2 separate regions of the Zea mays genome follow, and region 2 is linked to region 1. The links are chromatin contacts, called in public Hi-C maps. All regions are on one chromosome and are shown on one strand. The core of a region is the stretch at or near the end of the contact, and the rest is flanking DNA. Distances in the headings are between cores, read along the strand shown.

Region 1 (5,113 bases), core at 1,246-3,745:
CTGCGCCGCGTCGGCGCCCCAGAGCCTGGCGTCGTGGTGGATCGCCATGATCGGGATCAGCAGCTCCGTGTCGCGCGGGATCAGGCACCCGTTGGAGAGCTGCACGTCCGTCTTGGCGCGCCGGATGGTGGCCACCGCCGGCGGGTACAGCCGCAGGGTCTCGTTTATGATCATGCCCACCTGCCAGCCACGAGGAGAACAGACTCTGCGTGTCAGCGGCGGCTGGAACTGGAATGACGGGAATGCCCACGGCAGGAGGTTCCGGAAGTTGCTGCGGTGATGTGGCAGTGGGACTCACTCACCGTCTTGAGCCTTGGAAGGTGCTCCTTGGAGGGGAGCTCGTCGGGGCCCAAGACGTCGAGGACCTCGCGGCGTGCGCGTTCCTGCCACTCCGGGTGCATGGCCAGGAGCACGGTGGCCCAGGCCAGGAGGTTCGTCGTCGTCTGCTTCCCGGCGAAGAAGAACGTCTTGCATTCCTCCAGCATGTCCGCCACCGGGATCGCCCCCGCCGGCGGCGTCTTCCTCTCGCCGGCATTGATCATGGCGCCGAGAAGGTCGCGGAACCCGCCGGAGTGGCTGCCCATCTCCTCCTCCTCGGCCTCGGCCTCGTCGCTGCGCCGGGCGATGAGACGGGTCAGGCTCCGCCGTATCTCCCTGTCCAGCTTCCACGACTGCCAGTTCTTCTTGGTGGGCAAGAACCTGCAAACAACAACGCGTCGTATCGTGGTAAGTTCCGATCAACCCCTGGTTGTCTCTGCTGAATTCTCGAAACAACGGAGAAAAGAGACGCACCGGTAGCCGGGGACCAGGACCTTGCGGAAGGCCTCGGAGGCGTAGGCCATCAGGCGGCCCTGCATGGCGAACACGACGCGGCCGTCGTCGTAGCTGCGGCCGAAGGTGGCGCGCGTGATGGCCTCCTCCGTGACCGCCTGGAACCACTCCGCGACGTCCACCTCCACCTCGCCGCTCGAGGAGGCGGACGCCATGGCGCGCCACTTCTCCGCCAGAGCCGCCACCGACCGGCCGACGTGGGGCACCAGCCGCTGCCAGAGAGGACCAACAAGAACAAGGCGCGCGTCAGGCACCGCACAACGGACTGCTCAGAGCAGAGCAGAGCGGCATGGAAAAGCCTCTGTCTTACTTTGAGGTTGTCCGGGTAGAAGGCGTCGGCGAGGACGCGGCGGTGGAGCGCCCACTTGTCGCCGTGGAGGCTGACGAGGCCGTCGCCCTCGAGCTGGCGCACCACCGGGTGCGCCTCGTAGCGGTCGAACGCCTCCGCGCGCGTCAGGAAGATCTCGCGCACCAGCTCCGGCTCCGCCACCGTCAGGCGCGGCGTCGGCCCGAACCAGATCAAGAAGTTCGGTCCTGCGCATGTGGAGAACGCCGCCGGTCAATCAGCCAACCATTACCAACCAACTGATCGTCCAACCGTGGATTGCCAAGAACACAAAGACCAAAGGAAAAGAGAAAGAAAGAAAGAAAAAGACTTTGGACTTGTGCTGCGCTGGTTTTCTCCCATGTGCTCCGCTCATGATCCAAAGCCCAGCTCCATTGAATGCAAGAGCCAGAGGGGCAAGCAAGGCAAGGCGAGCAGGGGCAGGGGAAGGACAAGAGCTAGCAGGCAGCATGGGGCATGGCATGGCAGCAACTGAAGTGAGATAGAGAGAGTCTGGAGAAAGAAGGGAGAGGGAGTAAACACCATGAGCGCAATTGGACAGAGAGAGAGAGACTAAGAGAGAGAGAGAGAAGAGCTGCGCTGTGCTCTGCTGACAACAAGAGACAAAAGCTGAGCCCCTGGTCGCAAACAGACATGCACAGGGGAGCAATTCTGCAGGACAGAGAGAGAGAAAGAGGGGCGCCGGAAAGCGGACACGGAGGGAACAGATCACGGAGATGCAACCAAAAAGATGAGCAATCAAACGGAAAGGGGGGAGCACATGCTCGGCGACGCAACACATGGGCGAAAGCGAGAGGTGGGACGTGGGAGAGAGAGAGGCCAAGCCAGGGCACGCACCGTAGATCTTCCGCCAGTAGTGGTAGAAGGCGAGCACGCGGGGCAGCGCGTTGTGGGAGGTTGGCGGCGACATGGGCTTGGACGAGGCCTCCGCCATGAGCCCCACCATCTCCTTCACGGACCCCAGCAGGAACCGGTACGGCGGCCCGCGCACGCCCTGCGCCGCGAAGTGCGCCTCCAGGCGCCGGGGCCGCCACCACAGCGCGTCCGCCACGCGCGCCGCCACGTGCAGCGCCAGCCAAGCGAGAACGGCGACCGCCGCCGCTCGCCACGACAGCCAGCCCGCGCCGGCCGCGTCCATGTCCTCCCCCATTGCAGCCTGAGTCTTTGTTTCCTGCCCCCTTAATTGCTTCTTGGAATGGAACCAAGCAGGGCGGAGCTGGCTCTCTGGTAATAGCCGTGCGCTTGTGTGCCACGCACGCAGAGACAGAGGATTTCGAAAGAAACGGTGGTGGTAATGGCTGAAGGGTTCTGTGATGAGAAGGGAAGGCAAGGGAAGGAAGGGTAGGGCGGTTATATAGTGGTGGGGAGGTCGCCGGGGAGAGGCCGTTCCGGCGGGCGATGGAGACGGGAGGGAGCGCAGGAATGACTGATGAGAGAGGAAAGGAAGAATTTTTGTTTTGGAGCTGGTGGGTTGTAAGGGTCAACGGGTGGCCTTCGTCACTTTATTTAGGGGGTGTTTGGTTTCTAGGGACTAATGTTTAGTCCCTTCATTTTATTCCTTTTTAGTGTATAAATTGGTAAATATAGAAACTAAAATAAAGTTTTAGTTTCTATATTTGGTAATTTTAGAACTAAAATAGAATAAAATCTAGGGACTAAACATTAGTCCCTAGAAACCAAACACACCCTTAATTGACCATGTTGGATGGAGGGATGGCGTGTGGCTTGACATGTTTAGAAAATTTCATGTTTAGTCCCAACAAAACTTTCAAAATCCATGTCCAAAAACAAGTAAAACCATTTCTCAAAAAAAGAGAAATCATGCGCCAACAATCTCACTATTTACTATGAAACTTCTAGAAGAGACTCCACCAAAATCTTCGATAAACGCTAGAAGGAAAAAGATAAGTCGTAAAAAAACAGTAGTCTATAACACTATATAATCCATAATCCACTGGTTTATATTTTACAATACTTATCTAATCAAATCACTCTACGCTATCTTTACTGAATACACCAAACAAATTATACTCAGACTTAACACACCATCAAAATCAATGGTTCAAATTTCTAGGTAACCTTCTCTCCCTTACCCACTCAAATCAAATGCACGATATTGTTTGAATCATCTGTCATCTATCCCCTCCCTCACGACCTCACCGCCCCTCCCCTCCCTTGTACTGTCACCATCGTCGTCGACCCCTCCTCTCCCCTCCATGGGATCATAGTGTCATCACGAGCTATGTGCTGGTCTAGGAAGTAAGTTCGATGCCGACGGTGGACTTCCTGTTGCTGACACTTTCATCAACATATATAGAATAAACATTGTGTCGATAGCCTCTCTTGATTATTTCTCCTTTACCATGTAGATTGCCACCCATAAATATTTTATTGGCCGACATAACATCTGCAAGAGAACAATCTCAATGTATGGCACGTCCAAGCTTAGATCAAACTTGCAGGTGAATCCATTCAATGATCAGAAAGGCAACAATTGGACTATGTGGCTTATTGTGTAGGCATACCTCATCTTCTTTCGACAATTATCTCCTTCGAAAATGAGCTTGCTTGGTATTGATGAATTGAAGTAGCATCTAGAACTTCTTGTTTAGGGTTTGTTCGGTTAGAAGTGAATTGAAGGAGATTACATCCCTTGCTAGACAAAATTAAATGGAAAGAGATTTAATCTCCCTCAATCCTGTTCTACTCCCATGCTCAATCTCATTCTATTTCTTTCGGGGCCTATATTGCCGAAGGTCCTTTGTTTTGTTATGTCACATAATTGTCTTAAGGGTACTAGGAAAGGTTTTGCCGATGAACACTTGAATCCCAAAAATTATTTGTCTAACATCTGGCTTCGGCGATTAACAAGTGCATTCAGGAATGTCCTTACAGGCGTACGAAGCTAAGCTTTGACAGAGAGCAACATACAAAAACACTTCGTCTATATGCAAGTAATAAAGACAGTGGCCGAAGGTAGCGGCTTCGGCCACAAGCCAAAAAGGAAGAAGTAGTCAGGTGACGAAGGCTAGAACTCGTGAAGTCAAGAACAAAGAAAAGTACACTAGTATCCCGATACCATTTGTAAATGATATATGTAAAAATAGATGGGCATTATTGTAAATACGTACAAGGTCGGTTCATCTCCCTTATAAATAGATGAATTGTACCCTGCATAAAGTACTTTTATCCAGGTGCTGCCCTGCATAAAGTACTTTTATCCAGGTACTACAGCTTCGCATAGCTCAACCTTTAAAACACATTCGTGCTATCTTATATTAAGAATTCGAAGGTATGATTGTAAACTTATCTTCAATGAGAAGAAAATAAAATGCTAAGGCACATGAGATGAGTTCTGATGTCTTACTTCGTCATAATTTGTGTATTTCATTCGATTACGCTCTACCTTTGTCCTTGAGTTGTTATCCCGAAAGGATAACACTTTAAGGACGAATATTTCTACTCTTTAACCTTGTGTTGCTTTGTTTTTGATTTCGTACAGCAATTAAAAACAAGTGACCAACAACTTCCATGCAACCGAACAAGCTTTTAATGTGGTTTTGTTTAAGCACGAATACAAATGTGCCAAACTCATGATCAATAGCAACATGCTTGAATGAACTATCAACAACATATATTAGAATATCCCTAGAAACGTGATCTAAAATTCCTAGCCTAGGATTATTCTCCCTTATAGTTGCATAGTTCACTCCCTTTTAGATAGTGTTTGGTTCCGGAGCCAGTTGGGATGGAACGGCTCCATCCTCGGGAGCGGCTCCGTCCGAGAGATTTTAGGGAGCCAAATGGTATGCACTTAACGGTGCAATACCACAATCCACGATATCCATATAGTTTTCAACTAAAAATTAACTCTAACCTTATGAGTGATTTCTAGTGTACCACTTCGATTCAACCATTGCATATACTCCCTCCGTC
Region 2 (5,113 bases), core at 933-3,432, 400 kb before region 1:
AGGGAAGTGCTTCAATGCATGACCATGACCAAACCCCAAAGGAAGTGGTCACTTGATAGCCCCTAACATGCTTTGATTCTCTGCTTTTACACAACCAAGAACAGCTCGAGCCTTTAGCTTTTATGGTATCAAGCATACTCAGATTAGAAATTAAGACTTGTAACAGAGCACAAAAATCTTCGGCAACAACCCTGTGTTCTACCAAGTGCTTTTTTTACTGGTGGGACCAACAAGACCTTCAAAATATGCAGATTTTTGGGCATGAACTGATAAACTATCAAGTTGAAACTTAAGATTAATCTGTATTTGATGGCAAAATATCCTTCCCAAAACTATATTCCAATTTCCAACGAATAGATAAATGAAAGTAATTTTGTATTTTTATGATAATAGCACATATATCTTCGAACTGTTAGTTTGTTTCTTACTAGACATCTAAGTATATGTGTACATAGAAATATGTACCATCTGAGCCCGTGGTGCCCCATGTAAAATTTATAGAATATATGTACGAAATGACCAGGATATATTACTCAGCACAGCATTGCATCCAGTGATCCAGCCACTACCTAGACTGGAGCCAGCATACTGGTCAAACATTCACAAATGATCCACTGCAGTCCCAAATCATCAATTTTCTGAACTTAAACCCCCGCTTTTGCAAGGGATTGGTTAAGTACGCTCTCCTTCCTATAAAATGAATCATTAGGTGCACTTGCATGCTATATCTTTGTATCTAGGATTCCAAAGACCATGCAGAGCACCTCTTTCCGGCTTGTACTCCTTCACTGACATGAATCCAAACAATTAACGTATATATTGGTTGTTTCGTTCCCTTTTGTGCTGCTTGCCTGACTGAGCCACAAAGCAACGAGGCGGCACACGAGTGGGCCACAGATGGGCACTACCTAAGACAGAGAGCAATATAATAGGTTCAACGTTGCATGGACTCTAATTATATTGTTACAGATTCTATGCACAGGCCATCGAGTGCGGCATGTGTGGTGTGTTCATGCAGCACACTTGCCATCCTGTAGTTTCTTCGTGACGTAATCGGTCCTCGACGAGGATAAAGTCAGTCAGTCAGCCAGTTTAGCTGACCAGCTTTCTTGTGTAGTCTCGATGCAGATTCAGTGATTGTGTACATCGCATTGCATTGCATCATAGAGGTGCACATAAAGATCTCTATTGCACGGTGGCCCATCAGGGACATCAAAGCAAATGATGTATGAAGTTTGGGTAGATAAGACCAGAACGGTGCGCAGCATGATGGCACAACTCAACTGAATGACTCATGCAATGGGACCATAATAATGGTCAAATACAGTCATATAGCATAATTTCAGATAATGCAGAAACAGACAGTCCATCACAACCTTGTAACTAAGCATCCCCTATTCTATCCTCTATTTCAAACTAACAGTATCAAACAGTGTCATCTACAGTTCCAAGGAAAGTATTTTCCACTGCCCATATTTTCCATGGAGACAGTCTGACAGACCCATTTCCCGAAAGACAAAGAGCACTACTGAAACCTTCAGATTTCCTCCACGGCTCACGGCGGCAAAAGCCCCCAGATTCCCTCGTATCAGATGCCATGCCATAGCTGTCGACTAATCATCGGCCGCACGAATCTCAAGGACACGCCCCCTCAACCCCGGTCCCAAAAACCTCCCGCGCGCAAACGAGGATAACAACGGGAGAGGAGAGCACGAGAGAGACGGCAGCCAAACCAACGAGTATTGGCAACGTTTTGCATCCAAATCCCTACAGATCGATCCAACCCTCGCGGGCAAGAATAACAAAAAAAAATCCAGCAAAAACAACCGATCGCGTGATGCCGTCAAAAGCAACAAATCCAACAGACCCAACCACGATGATACGAACAAGGGAAGGAGACGGACGTGTGTACCTGAGCCCCGATCCTCCTCGACTCCTCGCGACTGGCAGACGGCGGCGCGTCGGCAGAGAGGACGGAAACGATCTCGTCAGGATCGACGGCGGAAGAACCCAAACAAAACGAAACGAAACGTGAGGGGATTGAGAAGAGGGGTCCGAAAACCTACCTCGCGTCGCCTCGTCTCGTCTCGTCTCCGCAAGAACAAAACAACAGTTTTTTTTTCTTTGCGTTCGCGTGCGTATTTGTTCGCCTGATCGGTGGGAGAGGAAGGGACGCGAGGCACCGACGTCGAGGCGGGTCAAAGGGCAGCGCCGGCCGGTCCCACGAGTCGGTGGCAGCGGGAAACCGCGCGCGGTGCCAGTGCCGTGGCTTTCGTGGAAGCCAACCAAGTGTCCAGCTGGTGACGTGATTTGTGTGACTCAAGGACAGGTGGGCCGATTTGCTAGGCCCACACGGAAAGGGCTGCACCGTGCACGGGCTTGGGCAGGATCGTTGGAATTATGGTGTAGTTGTGTACAAATACAACTGCTGTTTTTTTTTAAGGAAAAGATTTATTGAAGTTTCTACTTATACTTTTGATTTATTACGAGAAACAATTAAACTGATAAGCTACTATAAAAACGCCCATCTTTTGCTTAAATCTGTAAAAAATATCTGAAATAAGTTGTACCAAACAAGACCAATATTGGGACATGAAAATTTGAAAGCCATGTTCTAAATCTAAAATAGTAGGATCTAATATTTTTATTTAAAATAATCAATAACAAACTAAAACTTGCAATAACATATAGTGTAATAGAATATATAAAGAAAATATCTATTTTATTTGAATAACATCGTTTTTGGTGGGTTTTTAAATAATATATTCTACAATATGTTTATATTCAATCTTCTCCATAGCTTTAATCGCGAGTGCTATTCTACTAAATATCATGTATTTGTTGTGTCATACTATAACACAAATATAAATTTAGTAGGTTTAATTTAGAGAAACTTCATTCACGCACGCGAACATGTATTAGAATCCTATGAAGATTCATTCTTTGTTCCGCTTTGACGCAACGGTAGGGTAGGAAGGAAGATAGATGTTGCATATTAACATATGTTGTATAAGATTATAAGGGCTAGTTTTGGAACATCATTTTCCCAAGAGATTCATATTTTCCCAAGTAGGAATCCTTTGGAAAAATGGTATTCTGAAACTAACCCTAAAACCAGGGACCAAGCTACACTATAGGTAGCGGATGCAAATGCACCCCAAAAAAATATAAAATCTATAAAATTGGTTAAAATTTTACCATATATGCGCCCGTAAAATAAATTCTTATGTATCCACAAGTCAAATGCACCATCCTTAATTTTGCTCTAGCTTCACCGCTGCCTAAAACTAGAACAATCTGATAATTTTGGGACTCTTAATTTTTTGAGGCTTGCAAGTGCACTGCTCGCACATAGCCCGGGCCTAAGAGCCTTCGTAGAAGAATATAAGATTGTCTCCAACAATAGTCTGTAAACTGTTTTGTCCGGTATATTTAGCTGTCGGCGTTTCGAGACCGGGGGGTCCCTAGGCCGACGAGTGAAATGTCGCCGCGTGCCCCAGCCCAGATGGGTCGGCGCGAGGCCGAGCGCGAAGGGGGGAGAAAGGTGGCCGGAGTCGGGCGTGAGAGAGGTGGAAATCCCGCGGCCTTCGTGTTCGTCCCGCGCCCAGGTCGGGTGCGCTTGCAGTAGGGGATTACGCGTCCACGCGGGTGAGGGAGCGAGCGGCCTTACGCGAGCGCCTGTCTCGTCCTCGTCCCCGCGCGGCCAACCCTCTCTAAGAGGGCCCTGGTCCTTCCTTTTATAGACGTAAGGAGAGGACCCAAGTGTACAATGGGAGGTGTAGCAGAGTGCTACGTGTCTAGCGGAGGAGAGCTAGTGCCCTAAGTACACGCCGTCGTGGCAGCCGGAGAGGTTTTGGCACCCAGTTGGTGTGATGTCGTGGCCGTCGGAGGAGCGCTGGAGCCTGGCAGAAGGACAGATGTCGGGGCTGTTGAGTCCTTGCTGACGTCCTCTTGCTTCCGTAAGGGGGCCGAGAGCCGTCGTCGTCAGGGAGCGTGCGGGGCGCCATCATTGCCTATCTGGCGGAGCGAGCCAGATGGGACGCCGGTCTTGTTCCCCATAGCCTGAGTCAGCTCGGGGTAGGGTAATGATGGCGCCTCCTGTTGACGTGGCTGGCCCGCGCCCTAGGTTGGGTGATGTGGAGGCTCCTCCGAGGTCGAGGTCGAGTCTGTCTTCCGTGGCCGTGGTCGAGTCCGAGCCCCTGGGTCGGGCGAGGCGGAGACCGTCGGCTGAAGCCAGGGCTGAGTCCGAGCCCTGGGGTCGGGCGAAGCGGAGTTCGTCGTCTTCTGGGGCTGAGCCCAAGTCCGAGCCCTGGGTCGGGCGGAGCGGAGTTCGTCGTCTTCGGGGGCTGAGCCCAAGTCCGAGCCCTGGGTCGGGCGGAGCGGAGTTCGTCGTCTTCTGGGGCTGAGCCCAAGTCCGAGCCCTGGGTCGGGCGGAGCAGAGTTCGCCGTCTTCCGGGGCTTAGCCCGAGTCCGAGCCCTGGGTCGGGCGGAGCGAAGTTCGCCGTCTTCCGGGGCTTAGCCCGAGTCCGAGCCCTGGGTCGGGCGGAGCGGAGCTTCCTATGGTGCCTGCGGCCGGGCCTGACTGCCTATCAGCTTCACTCTGTCAAGTGGCACCGCAGTCGGAGCGGCGCAGGCGGCGCTGTCTTTCTGTCAGGCCGATCAGTGGAGCGGCAAAGTGACGGCGGTCACTTCGGCTCTGTCGACTGAAGGGCGCGCGTCAGGATAAAGGTGTCAGGCCACCTTTGCATTAAATGCTCCTGCGATTTGGTCAGTCGGCGTGGCGATTTGGTCAGGGTTGCTTCTTGGCGAAGACATGGCCTCGGGCGAGCCGGAAATATGATCGCCGCTGGAGGGGGGCCTCGGGCGAGGCGGAGATCCTCCGGGGTCGGCTGCCCTTGTCCGAGGCTAGGCTCGGGCGAGGCGTGATCGAGTCCCTCGAATGGACCGATCCCTGACTTAATCGCACCCATCAGGCCTTTGCAGCTTTATGCTGATGGGGGTTACCAGCTGAGAATTAGGAGCCTTGAGGGTACCCCTAATTATGGTCCCCGACAGTAGCCCCGAGCCTCGAAGGGAGTGTTAGCACTCGCTTGGAGGCTTTCGTCGCACTTTT

Evidence for each region. Hi-C and Micro-C count contacts between places; a contact is called where the count stands out from the background.
Region 2: a Hi-C map of ear shows a contact between it and region 1, with 2.8 times the contacts expected there. The contact joins the promoter of LOC606475 here to the promoter of LOC103654817 in region 1. A contact is called at or near these places in 3 of 25 Hi-C or Micro-C datasets (ear, root tip and tassel).

The regions. Positions count from the first base shown.
Region 1 is chr4:239,977,308-239,982,420 of Zm-B73-REFERENCE-NAM-5.0, reverse strand. It overlaps LOC103654817 (cytochrome P450 734A2), which reads right to left and starts at 2,495. Exons shown (of 5, transcript XM_008681641.3): 1 at 2,015-2,495; 2 at 1,142-1,365; 3 at 793-1,043; 4 at 303-699; 5 at 1-180. The coding sequence starts at 2,327.
Region 2 is chr4:240,376,723-240,381,835 of Zm-B73-REFERENCE-NAM-5.0, reverse strand. LOC606475 reads right to left here and starts at 2,182. Exons shown (of 5, transcript NM_001309486.1): 1 at 2,067-2,182; 2 at 1,913-1,943.